Regions from separate parts of the Bicyclus anynana genome. Here all the other regions are linked to region 3. Evidence: chromatin contacts called from public Hi-C data. All regions are on one chromosome and are shown on one strand. The core of a region is the stretch at or near the end of the contact, and the rest is flanking DNA. Distances in the headings are between cores, read along the strand shown.

Region 1 (4,273 bases), core at 265-2,764, 130 kb before region 3:
TGTATTCATAGACTGGTAAACTATTCCTATTTCGGGGTAACAACATTGGGTCGTAATCAAATGGCGCTTTTTGCGATATCATTGATGATCTACGAGGCACATCGTCAAGACAACGAGAATTGTAAACACTTAGATCGGGGTCGTTTACGCTTCTCATTGAACTTCTCGTGAAATCACAATTATTTCTTAAACTCGCACTCATAAGTATATTTTCTTCGTGGACGGATATATTATCACTGCTTTGGTATCGCTCTTCAGATCGAGAATTAGGTAAGTACATTCGTTCTCTTCGAAATTTGGGAGATCTTCGATCTATTCTTTCTGAAAAACTTTGTCGTACTGATACAGATCTATGCTGGGATGCCATACTATTTTCTTCGGGTAAAACCGATAATTTAGATCGCAAGAAGGCGTAAGGAAAATTTGGCTTTTTACAAGTTCCTGTATTTTGCTGTCCATCTAATTTGTTTGGTATGTTATCACAACTTACAGCTTTCGTTGGTGTATTCAATAAGTTTTCATCTGGTAAAATGTTAGAATGTTTTTGTTTAGAAGGAGATATTTTGTTTTCCGTGGTAGTATTTTGCAAATCAATATCATCAGATGGATCATCCGCTTTAACGTAAGTCGATAAGTGTGACGTAGAACAACTGCGATAAAGAGATTGTCCGTTTGGCAACGGATATTTATCAGGTGATTTTGGTGTATGTAGAGACTGAGTTTTAGAGGAATTCAGCATTCCAGTAGAACCCATTCTATGAAAAAAAGTCTTAAAAGGGCTCGGAGATCTATCTCTTGATCCACTTCTAATGGAATCACTATCGTTATCCTTTTTTAAGGACATTGAATCGGAGCTGCTTCTTCCCATTTTCCAATTCTGTTTCTTTTTATACTGTCCGGTAATTACTATCGAAGAATCGTCGTTAATATTTTCGTTTTTGTTTGTTTCTTCGGGCGATTCTTTTGTCTCTGTTCTTTTCAACATATCTAGTTTTTTTCCCATGCGACGACCCCACGTAGCAAACACTGAAACGATAAACAGATATATTTCAATATCAATATTTTGGATCCAACCATGGATGTATGAAATTCAATTTGTCTAAAGTTTAAATCGATAAAACAAAATCATTTAAACGTTAAACTTGCTAAATTTTGCTACAATTGCTTACTACAATGATGTTTATTGTCTTCCATTATGTTGATTATCATATATACATGTATGATATCATTGTAATTGAGCAGGTTGCTTAAGTCTTAATATGTAATGAAACAAAATTGTACTGACTTTCGTGGTACATCTCTAGGCCTGTATTGACAATATTATTGAGTGTATGTGGGGGACTATAGTGACGTTTACCTTTTTTCATGTCGTTGACGTCGTCCTCCATGACCATGGCGGGCAGCGCGGTGACGAGCGTGTAGTGCGGGGGGTGCGGGGCGAGGTCTCCGCGCGGAGACGTCGCGGCCTGCGGGTGCGGCTGCGGGTGCGGCTGCGGCCCGGTCACTTCCCTGCGCTTCGGCCCGCGGAAGAGGCGCATGATGACCGATCACGCATCCATCGCGCGCGCACTACGCACCCTGCTCTGTGGACACAATTTTCCCAATGTTTTACTTATTGTCTTCTTTATGGCCGAAGGACGTTGGCGACCCCGTATAGTCACAGGGATTCGCTGGATGCATGCGGCACAGGATCGTGATGTTTGGAAGTCTCTACAAGGCCTATGTCCTGCAGTGGATGCCAATCTGCTGATATTATGATGATGCTGATAATCTTCTTTATCTTTATAATTATATTGAGAGATTGCAGGCAAAAGAGGAGTAGGAAGAAGGAAGAAGTCCTGGTTGCGAAATATAAGGGAGTGGACTGGCATAGTCTACAGTCAGTGAGACTGTCCAATTAGTCGGGAAATGACTGTTAGGAGTGGGTCTGACAATAGTCCAGCGGGCGAGGATCGACCATTAGCTCTCGGTGATAAATTCGGCTCCTTAAACACTGAGCTATTGAGGCTTACTTAATATTATAGAGGTGAAAGTTTGTGTGTACTGAATTGATTTGGCCGATTTGAACGATAGATAGCTAAAGCTAGATTAAAACATACATTTTGCTCACGGAAAAAACTATGGTTCCTGCGGGATTTGTGAAAAACAGAATTTTACGCGGAGTCACGAGCGTTTGCTGATTTATATTTAGCTCTGACGTTCACACACAAAATAAGAGACATTGTGTAGACGTTGATTGTGTTGATTGAAAGGAGTCTATTGAAGTCATAGTCCGCAATGTAAAGGACATTTTTAGAACATTTTATTTTGTAAGAGCGGTAGGGCTATCTAGCAACTTCCGATTTCACTGCGAGTTGCGCATCTGTTCAATAAGTCTACAATGAATAACTGTGAGGTAGTGTGATCTATTTCATACTATTACGAGCTTCATGAAGATGTTACTTCTTGCATATTTCGTAACGCATGTAACAATGCAAAAGCAGTCATCGACTCTGCAAATTATGCAATGTTTAGCACGCATATATTCGTACGAGTAAAGCGCGTTCGTGTTTTGTTTACACGCGATGTTTTATTATGGAAATAGTATTTTTCACTGTTTCGGTAGCTAATTACAAAATGTATAAAAACATCCGATCTAATTACTAGCTACGAGCTAATATGAGTCAGTTACATTATAAAAATGAACTAGATTGAACCACCTATACCTACCTACCTCGTACGAGTATTTATCTGATTCCTTTTTAAGGAAGGTACCACAGATTAATAACACAGATAGATAGACATAGATGGTGTATAATCACAGGATTCGTAAGCTGTTTTATATGCCCCGAAATGGGAGCCCTTGACGCATCGATATACTACGATAAGTACGCTAGATTTTGTATGAAAAAGTGTCTGACCGTAATTTAACGAGACGACCTTTTTTTATTCTTTTCAAGTTAGCCCTTGACTACAATCTCACCTGATGGTAAGTGATGTTGCAATCTAAGATGGAAGGAGGCTAACTTGTTAGGGGTAGGACGGAAATCCACACCCCTTTCGGTTTCTACACGACATCGTACCGGAATGCTAAATCGCTTGGCGGAACGTCTTTGAATAGGTAACAGATGAGGGTATACATTTCTAATGGCTCTTAGACTATTACAAAATACTCTAATATGATTGATCTTAAACTATTACAAAATACTCTAATATTGTGAACATTTCATCCCAAACGCTATCTCGTATACGAGCATGTTGTAAAATAAAGTAACAAGATGGCGTTGCAAGTCTTAATGCCATTCAAGCATAGCCAATGATAATTTTATACTATAGATAGGTTACGTCCCTTCAAAATCACCGCAAAAAGTGAACCGTTTAGCTATACTCTGAGCGCACACATGCACAATTTTGTCTTTGATTCCATTGTATGTTTATGTAGATATATATAATTTTTACACTTCCTGAACTCACAACTCGACGTTGTAGACAATATTTAGGTATTAATTATTAATATAACATTCGTTGTTTAATAAGCGACTAAATAATATTAAGTCAATTTTCCACATTTGTCCGTCACAGTTTTGATCCCCATCTCTAGTATAAAATATCATTGAGTAGGAATAGAACATTTAAAATAATGTAGCGCTATAAGGAACATAACGCCGTTCCCGGAAAATAAAATTGTAATAGCAAAAAGCAAATTTTTCAGGAAAAATAAAAAACCAAATTTTGGCGATTGTTGACTAAGTCTTAGATAAAAGCGAGAATACTCGAATGAAAGATAATTTTTATAGCTTTGGTTAAGATTAATTGACATTATTTTTATTGACAAATTGTAGCTAAAAACCTACCAGAATAAAACGGTAAGTGCAAGTAATGATGAATTACGCGCACCGACCGGAAGATTTTGAACGGGAATAAAATGGTAACTGATTTTATCATAATCAAGTCTTAAATTTTAAGTACCGGAAGACAATTGTATGGCTGTTTACCGTACTAAGAAATAGGAATACATTATGTTAATACCATTTTATTCCCATATCTTTATGCCAGTGACTATATCTTGGATTACTATAGTAATAATTTTGTAACTACGTTAATATCTGCATAAAAATTATGAATAAAATTGAGCAGATTTATTAATACCTATAACTTGAAATAATACGAAAACACGTGTAAGTGCAGTTACCATTTTATTCTCCGGGAACGGCGATAAGTACTGTATGTGCTTTTACTTTGAAATATACTCGTAAATACCTAGGTGTACCAAGGTGCATGACTTTAATTTGTT
Region 2 (4,243 bases), core at 457-2,956, 82 kb after region 3:
GTGCATTGTTCCTACATTTTTAAGTTTTACAAGTGAACTGAAATTATAAAACTAGGCTATGGACATTTATAATGTAACTAGATTATATTTTTAATACTTAAGTAGGTACTTAGGTACGTGCAGAGATATAACTATAGGCAGGGTTGGTTGTAATGCCATGTGCCCAAGGTCGTCGCAAGTAATGAGTGAATACCTGGAGTGTGATGGATGACACAAAGAATGAAATGTGGTCACTAAATCCTTCAGGATTATCTTAATTACCTACACCTACCTAGGTAGGCAATATTATAAACCCGCACCAATGTAGGTACAATAATTTATATAAATACCTGCCTAGAATGGAATTGGTTAAAATCTGGATTAGGTACCTTTAGATAAGGTAAAATCGACTCCTTTTATAATTTTTGAAGTCTCTAAAAATCTAGCTTACCTACCCGAGGGGGCAAGATGGACAATAAAAAAATAATTGCCGTACGCATTGTCGTGTGAGTTCGTCTATTCACGTCATACCTTTGCGTTTGCGTTTGGACACAGAAAACATAAGTAGGTAGGTATGTAGTTTGGTTGGTTGGTTAGTTCCTTACCTATAGATTCCCAGAAAATAGACTGTGACAGATGGACACACGAGTGATATTGTACTCAGACATTCGGAACTAAACGCACCTAAACGTAAAAATTGCGTGGTAATCTTTACCCATACAAAGCACAAAGTTTGTCTAGCGAGGTAAGTAGCTAGTATGTAGGTCTAGGCAGGTAAGTAACTAGTAATCTCGAAGTCAATTTAATTTATTGTCTCTGTTAGGTCAATCAGAATTATTCATCAACTAGAACAATACAAAACCTTTGAGGATTTGAGTCGATCGATCCAATATGCCTATACCTACTATCTAGTATTTATTGCCAGTCTATACTTCCTTACCTACTAAAGCCTAAATCGATGTTTAAATTAAACTGAGGGTTGAAAACGCCTGCCATTTCGTACTTACATACTTAATTAATAAAAAAAATATTAAACTTAGTATGAATAGTTTGTGTTATCGCCGCGTTGCAACGACTTGCGGTACGGACGGCTTCAGTGTGCTCGTGGCGTTCGAGCCGTCCACATCTCTTGTTGTGTCATTCTTTGTTGTGGGAGACAACCAAATTGAGTAGAAAAGGGCAGTGTTTGTTAACAGTCAAAGGCGCCTTTAACCCTACACACAACGTTAACAAGTGCGTGACTTCACTCAAGGTCATTCTCTGCCATTCTAGGATCTCTTTGCTCGACATTAGTTTTCTTATTTTTGTAATCACTCCTGAGTGTGCTAAAATTTGTAGTTAAATCTAATTGTTCGATCATTAATTTAGGAACAAGTTAATTAAAATTATTATTAGGTGTAAAAACACTAGGTAGCAATTTATAGGTACCTACCTACCATAAATTTTAAATTTTAATTTGTTTGTTTGTGTTTGTTGTGTTGAGGTTTGTTGATAAACATTCCACATCGTATTTGGCTTTATTAGGTACATACCTATAGAAAGTAGATATTAATCTACGTGTGTAAAAAACCTGGCATTAGTATAAGTGGTCAAAAATGATATGAATATGAAAAGAAATTTTCTAATTTGGTCAAAATGGTTACAACTAGTGACATCTACCATCTCAATAAAAAACCTTTTTGTACAATAAAATCAGTGACAAGTTTCAGCAGATACCATAAAACGACTCCACAGTCAGCGCAGTACACACGAATCAGGCAACCTAGTTCACGGTAATCACAATAGATGGCTCTGTACCCTATTCTCAGCTGATGGTTAACATCTACTCTACAAACAATCTACATCACAGGAAAACATAATATTACAAGGTAAGATAAATAAAGCTTAATATTAAATAGTTATTTTCTTTAAATTTATTTTTACAAATCAACCAATTTACAGGGTTTAGGCTGCATAGCCTTTATATGTGGTCCTCATAGCACATTGCACACTTATCATCTTTGAGCCACGATAGCCCAGTGGACAAGACCTCTGCCGCCGAATACGGAGGGTAAGGGTTCGAATCCTGTCCGGGGCACCTCCAAGTTTTCAATTGTGTGTCAAATTAAATATCACGTGTCTCAAACGGTGAAGAAAAAGCATCGTGAGGAAACCAGAGATTTTTTTTAATTCTCTGCGTGTGTGAAGTCTGCTTATCCCATTGGACCAGCGTGGACTATTTGCATAGCTGGGCACCGTTAATCAAATAGTTAACTTCGTTAATCGTTAGTCCGCTACAAAAACGGTTAGCTTCGTTAAACGTTAAAGCGTTACATGTCGGAAGAATTAACGCAAGTTAACGTTAATCGTTAATCCGTTAATATGACTGGTTAATATTGCATTTTTATATCATTGTGTGAGATCCCCATTGCAAAAATAAAGGTGAGCACTGGGGAAAAGTGACATAATTTGTTTTTAGTTGATTTTTTCTATAATTTTAACATAAATATAGTAATTTGTTGATTTCTTTGAAAAAAAATCTTTCATAATTTCTTACTTGTCTAAACCTGTTAATCACGTCGCGCGGTAAATAGTAAGCATTGGATTAACGATTAACGGACTTCTGCACATTAACGGAAGTTAACGGGTCCGTTAACATTTTTAAAAGTTAACTTAAAAGTTAATCCGTTAATCAAAATGTTAACTTCGTTAATTAACGATTAACGGATTAACGAGTTAATGCCCAGCTATGACTATTTGCCTAATCCCTCTCATTCTGAGAGGAGACTCGAGCTCATCAGTGAGCCGAATATGGGTTGATAATGATGATGATGACACTCGCCTTCCTGTAGCGCCTGCACTATGGCGAAGCACTTGACATCATGATAATAACTAGACTGTAAATGTACCTAGCTATATGGTTTGACAAAAAAAAAGCTCTTCACATTTAAGATTTCAAATATATTTGTACATTTTAAAATGTAGCGTACATACATATTACTAACTTAAACTATTTTTGAAATAAGCTTGTTAAAAACAAAATAATTAAATAATAAATCAATATCACAATGTGACTCTTCAACCACTGCAGTATTAGATCTCCGAAGGTAGTCTTCCATTCTTGGCGACCGCGCGACCAACTGCTTAGTATGAGTTTATATGGAGCACTAAACAAAGCCCGAGACCGCGTCGCGCGACCATCGATCGTAGATCGTTAGATGGGCTCCGAAGCGTCGCCGAATTGTCACTGGTTTCGCAAATGCTTCCAAAATGATCACAGAGACACACATAATTCCTTAATTATGTGTGTCTCTGTGACATAATTAAGACACAGAATTAAACAACAAACAATTAAACAATTGTTTAATTGTTTGTTGGGATTAAACAAGGGATTTTCTTGTTTAATCCCTTGATTAAACAAGAAAAACACAGTAAAATATGTTTTAAGTCACAGCATGCGCTTGTTGCATACTAAGTCATGATGTGCGTGCACGTCTTTGAGTAATGACACATTGTGCGTTCTTTAATATGGGGCCCACATAACGATATAGATAGATGGGAGCGACCACTTTTGCTTTGTGCTCCTTATAAATTGATACTAAGCAGTGCACTGCTGCTGCAACCAAACCAACCAACCAAACCAAGAACAGAAGTCTACCTTTAGAGGCGAATAAGAAAGTGGCAGATCATACTTTTCATATTCTACAAGAAATAGGAATTCTATCGTTTTGTAGGATAAACTTAAAATGCTTATGCTGAACAGTCTGACAAAGCCCCTACCTAATAATGATTACCTATGATGCAAAATATCACTCAGATTCAGTATAACTATTATTATGGGTTCAAAAATATATACAGATAGGTAAAAGTATCCAATAAATTATATGTATCATTAATTAGGACTTTACTTAACACTATTTACGATCATAATTATTATGATAGTCTTATAGTCTACCTATTATGACATATCGGAAAACTATGCCACGCCTCCTTCCTTATAGAAGAAGGGTTATAGAGCTTAGGCCCAACACACTTCACCAATGCGGGTTGGCGGGCTTAGGGCCATTATGTTAAATTCGTTAACAACCACTAACAGAAGTCAATGGTAATGACCGTAACCGACAATTCGTGCTCTCCGAGGCGTAAGACCACCAACATCTCAACTTCTGAGCAACAACAACAGCTGAGGATTTGAACAAAACAAATCTTAAAAGAAAAACTTAGTGTTACCCCAACCCAGAATTGGAACCTAGGACCTAGTGAAACCATATAGGCTAACACCTGG
Region 3 (4,529 bases), core at 11-2,510:
ATGATCATGATGGTATTTTATAAATTTTGAATGTATAAAAATAGATTTAACAAGAAAAAAAATTCAATAACACGCTTAATTTTTGTACAAAAAAAAAATTGCTCTCGATTTATCGTTGTTTATGGTCAAGTAAAACGAACCAATCATTTACCCATACACGTACACAGAGATTTATATTTAACGCTCTAATAATAGCAGCAATTACGCACGGTTTTTGTACGTCGCACAAGCGTGGCACTCCTTGATTGATATCCTGGAGGCACGCAGGATCGACGTAGTTTCCCGTCATGCGTCATTACGCCTAGATAGAAAATAAGCATGTAACACGATTTTGTAGTTTGAAAAATTTTGTAATTTATAAAATAATCTTTTATCTTAACGCGTCTGATGTATTTCTAGGGTTCCGTATCTTAACGCGTTGTTTGTGATTAAGACAATTAGCAACATTTGTTCGTCTCATCTCCATATATACATATATCTCCATAGATGTCAGTTTCAACGAGCTAGTGACATATCTAATAGTAAAAATCTATCACCTGGACCGACGGTAACGTGCTCTCCGAGGCACGAGAGTGTAACACCAACTTCCCAACTCCGAGAATTTTAACTGAAAATTTCTTCGAAGAAAGTAAGAAAGGACGTTTAAATAACTTGAACAGATTTTTAATAACGTTGTTTGTGAATAACAAAAGTTTTCCGTTTATTACAGTGTAAAATAAACTTGAAGGTTTTGAAGGTAGGGTAAATATTAAATTTCCCTACCCTTGAAGTTATAAGTCCCAAGATGACAATTCATTGTTAGAGCTGCCAGTGTTGGGGACTCGTAAAAGCATTTCCTTGTTATTTTGGGTATGAAAGGGGAAACATTAAATCCTTATTTATTTACGTCGTGGATTATTTATATCAAAATATTATGCAGCCTGAAATGCTAAATAGCAACAAAAAATATTAAATTTAAATTTATTTATTACTAGCGGGCGCCCGCGACTTCGTCCGCGTGATATTTATTTTTTTACAATTCCCTCGAGAACCATGGATTTTCCGGGATGAAAAGTAGCCTATGTGTTAATCCAGAGTAAAATCCATTTCCATTTCAAATTTCAGCCAAATCGTAACGTTAAAGAGTAACACCACTGGATCAACGAAGGATCAATCACTTAATATTAAGTTATTCTTTATTGATTAGCTATACACGTATAGCTGAGAACAAAGCAATGTTGAGATTTAGATGAGAGAAAAAATCGTGTTTTTTTTTTAAGTAACCAGCACTAAAAAGTACCAGTAGTGACATCTAGCATACTTTGACTGTACTAGGTTCATAAACTCCTGCTTGTTCCGTAAAAGTATGCATGCCATAGTCGTTCCTCGAGCTCTCCATAGATGCCGCTAGGAGTGTAGTTAGTTTATTATATAAATCTTATTCTAAGAAAGGAGTGCATTGTATTGTTATTACTACTACTAAATTCCAAATAAATAATATTAAGATTTTCTTAACAAATGCCTATAAACATTCCTTGAATTATTTTGACGAGACATAAAATTAGTTTCAATTTGTTTGCCTTCATAAACCACAAGGTCACAAAAGACAACTCAACTTCGAATTTAGTTAGTACCTAGTAGTTTAGTAAAAGTAAGTAGGTAGGTGACAGAGCTACCTACCTGGGTGATAGAGCTTTGCATGGTATTTGTATTGGTAGGTACGTAATCTAAAAATATTTTTTTCTGATAATAATTTATTAATTCAGCTGATGTCATTTTATCCGGAGCGGCTTTTCCTGAAAATTGTGCTCCTAATCCAGCAATTTTAGGCATTGTTAACTCCTATCTGGGAAACAATTCCTACTGAGCTGAATTTTTGTATAGGTATACCTTTATTACGGTGTTATTATAAAGATATGAAAACGACACGACATCAAAATCGTGTCGGCTAAAAAAGTTACAAACGTCAAGAGGTCACGAAAATTAAGTTTTCGCAAATATTTCGCGATTAGAGGTCAATAGAGGTCATTATAAAATTTATTCCTCATAAAATTGTCTACAAATATTGTCTCTTACAGATTTTCTGTAAAATTAACTGTTTTCGGATTATAGCGCTGAGAAAGCGATTGATGTTTACCAAACCTATCCTAGTTCTGGATCCAAAGTTTGTATCCAGAACGATTTCATTGCGGTTTTGAATATTCTTTACAAGATGGCGATGTGTTCTAAGGATGCATTTGGAGGAAAAAATAAAACCAAAACTTAATTTTCAAGATTTTTAAACAATTTCATCATTAAAATATATAATAAATGATATGTACAATAATTAAAGGTATAAGCTAAGTACGTTAAAAACTATTTTCATGTTTTACTTACAACAGTGTCTATAAACCTATGACTTACCTTCCCTACCTACTACGAAACAAATCTGTTTTAACTAGCTTTATGTGGGTTTGACAAAGATATTTTTCTGAATTCTAGTTTATTCAGCGTAGGCATCAGGAGAACAAGTCATTAAAAAAAGTATGCCACGGTCCCATGACGTTAATATATGTGTAACTTAATCTTAAAAATCTTTTTAAGATTAAGTGGTTAGAGCATAGCAAACGCACCACTGTCATTAATAAAACGCTGTGTGATCCCAAAGCATGAATTCGTTCTACAAATGCCTACGCTAGTGTAAACCTGCTGGGTTATTCGCCAACGTGAGTCCTTCGGAGGTTAAAGTCAACCGATCTTGTTTGACATCAATATGTTTTAATTTATCATAAAGGATCCTATGCCTCAACCATATTTTTTTACCGCAAAAATGTTGTATGGGTTTAAGTATACTCTTTATTAACTTGCTATTTTATTATCACATTCATCAGATCGTAGATAGTAGGTACAATAGATACAACAGCCTGACCAAAAATAAAAACCATGCCATGGAAAAAGAAACTAATTTATTCTACTAACATGTAGCACAGATTGCTATAAATGATTGGTGGCGCCCTAATTTTTTATACTAGTTTCAAGGTTTCTTATATTTTTGGTCAGGTTCAACAAAACGTTTGTCCATGTTATCTTATCATGCACTTTCGAATAAGTACCTATTTATCGTTATACGAGTTTTATTGCCAATAATATTGCCGATAATAATAATAATTAAGCACAACATATTTAATGTTCCGTTTATTATGTTGATATAATATTGCCATATAATATGATACTACCCTATACCAATATTGCGATAAGCTCTAAGCTCTAGCATTTTATCACTTCAAGCCTATACCTACACTATTTAGAAATTGGCATAGATTAAAAATAATAGATGTCGCACCGTGCCTACTTTTAATATATCAAAATTGACATATTTTTCAAAAGTGCGTAAGTAAATAGTCGACAAATATGTAAATGAGTAATTATAATTTTAAATAAAATAATACATACACATAATAATACATTTTAAATGTTTTTCTAAAAATGTATTTCGACAATAGATTACTGTAGATTCGACCGTTTACATTAATAGGTTCTGTTAGCAGTTAACTAACTAATCAGCTAATATTATAACTGGGTTTTGTCTTCATACAAAATTTGCGACCAATTTACTGGCGCTATGAAATTGTGTTTTGTATATAATAAAACGGCTATCAACCCGTTAGAAAAAATAGACAGAGAAGTACTGATTGTGATTGACAAAAAAGTGATCTGCAGATATCAAAAGATTTCCAACACATAATGCTAAATCACATTTTCAACTAGTTGAGTCTGGAACACGTATATTTCTTTTTTTTATAAATGTAAAAACCTGTTACCTTATACGACTTTGAAAAAACGGCACGAGTGAAAAAACGGCATGACACAAATGTCGAATCGCGAAAAACGAAACAAATCTCGTTTAGTCAGAGTCCACGTAAAACTCTTCGTTTTAATGGAATGCGATAGATGTTTTCTATCTGTCTATTTACTTCTCCGTCTACGTAGAAAAGTTACACAGTACATCAGGCCACTTATAAATCTACTCCTATAGGTAGTTTCTGAACTATCTGTCGTTATCATAAAATCTATGGTCTAAAATTGTGCTCTCTATGATACGAGTAAGTACTACTGCTACTTATCAGATTACTCATTTTTAATTATACACCTATAAAACGCAGCACAGTCTTATAAGAACTCTAAAACAAATAATATAAGAGATTACTGAGTAGTCAATTAAGTTTATCTTTGGGATTATCTACTCTAAAAAGTGTGCTTTGCTTACAAAAAAAAAAACGAATTTAAGTCAGGTACAGATTTAACCTTGAATTGAAAAATAAGGATATCAGTTACAGCGTGCAATTTATACATTACTTTATTAATAAATGGCACTATTAATTTTCTTAATGATTCACTTCAAGCGTTCAACGGATAATCCAATCATAAATATTAATTTATTTTTTTAGTCACACTTTACAATCATTAATAATTATGATAAGATTTATGCTGACAATTTATAAATATGCTATTCTTCTTATTTCAAAAGGAGTTAGAAAAGTTTTTTATTATATGAACGTAAGCATAATAAT

The links. Hi-C and Micro-C count contacts between places; a contact is called where the count stands out from the background.
Region 1: a Hi-C map of whole larva shows a contact between it and region 3, with 2.3 times the contacts expected there. The contact joins two enhancer-like sites. A contact is called at or near these places in 2 of 2 Hi-C or Micro-C datasets (whole body and whole larva).
Region 2: a contact with region 3 is called in a Hi-C map of whole larva, with 6 times the contacts expected there. The contact joins two enhancer-like sites. A contact is called at or near these places in 2 of 2 Hi-C or Micro-C datasets (whole body and whole larva).

The regions. Positions count from the first base shown.
Region 1 is chr1:7,701,872-7,706,144 of ilBicAnyn1.1, forward strand. LOC112052882 reads right to left here. Exons shown (of 6, transcript XM_024092119.2): 3 at 1,358-1,583; 4 at 1-1,026. The coding sequence starts at 1,538. Among protein-coding and RNA genes, the nearest start is that of LOC112052882, 27 kb to the right of the region's middle. Within about 2 kb of position 1,515, at least 8 of the 8 cell types and tissues checked have open chromatin away from gene starts, as enhancers often do.
Region 2 is chr1:7,911,220-7,915,462 of ilBicAnyn1.1, forward strand. It overlaps LOC112055723, which reads right to left. Exons shown (of 1, transcript XM_024095912.2): 1 at 2,899-4,243. Among protein-coding and RNA genes, the nearest start is that of LOC112055723, 5.3 kb to the right of the region's middle. Within about 2 kb of position 1,707, at least 7 of the 8 cell types and tissues checked have open chromatin away from gene starts, as enhancers often do.
Region 3 is chr1:7,829,396-7,833,924 of ilBicAnyn1.1, forward strand. LOC112052887 reads right to left here. Exons shown (of 6, transcript XM_052890667.1): 6 at 3,042-4,529. Among protein-coding and RNA genes, the nearest start is that of LOC112052887, 62 kb to the right of the region's middle. Within about 2 kb of position 1,261, at least 8 of the 8 cell types and tissues checked have open chromatin away from gene starts, as enhancers often do.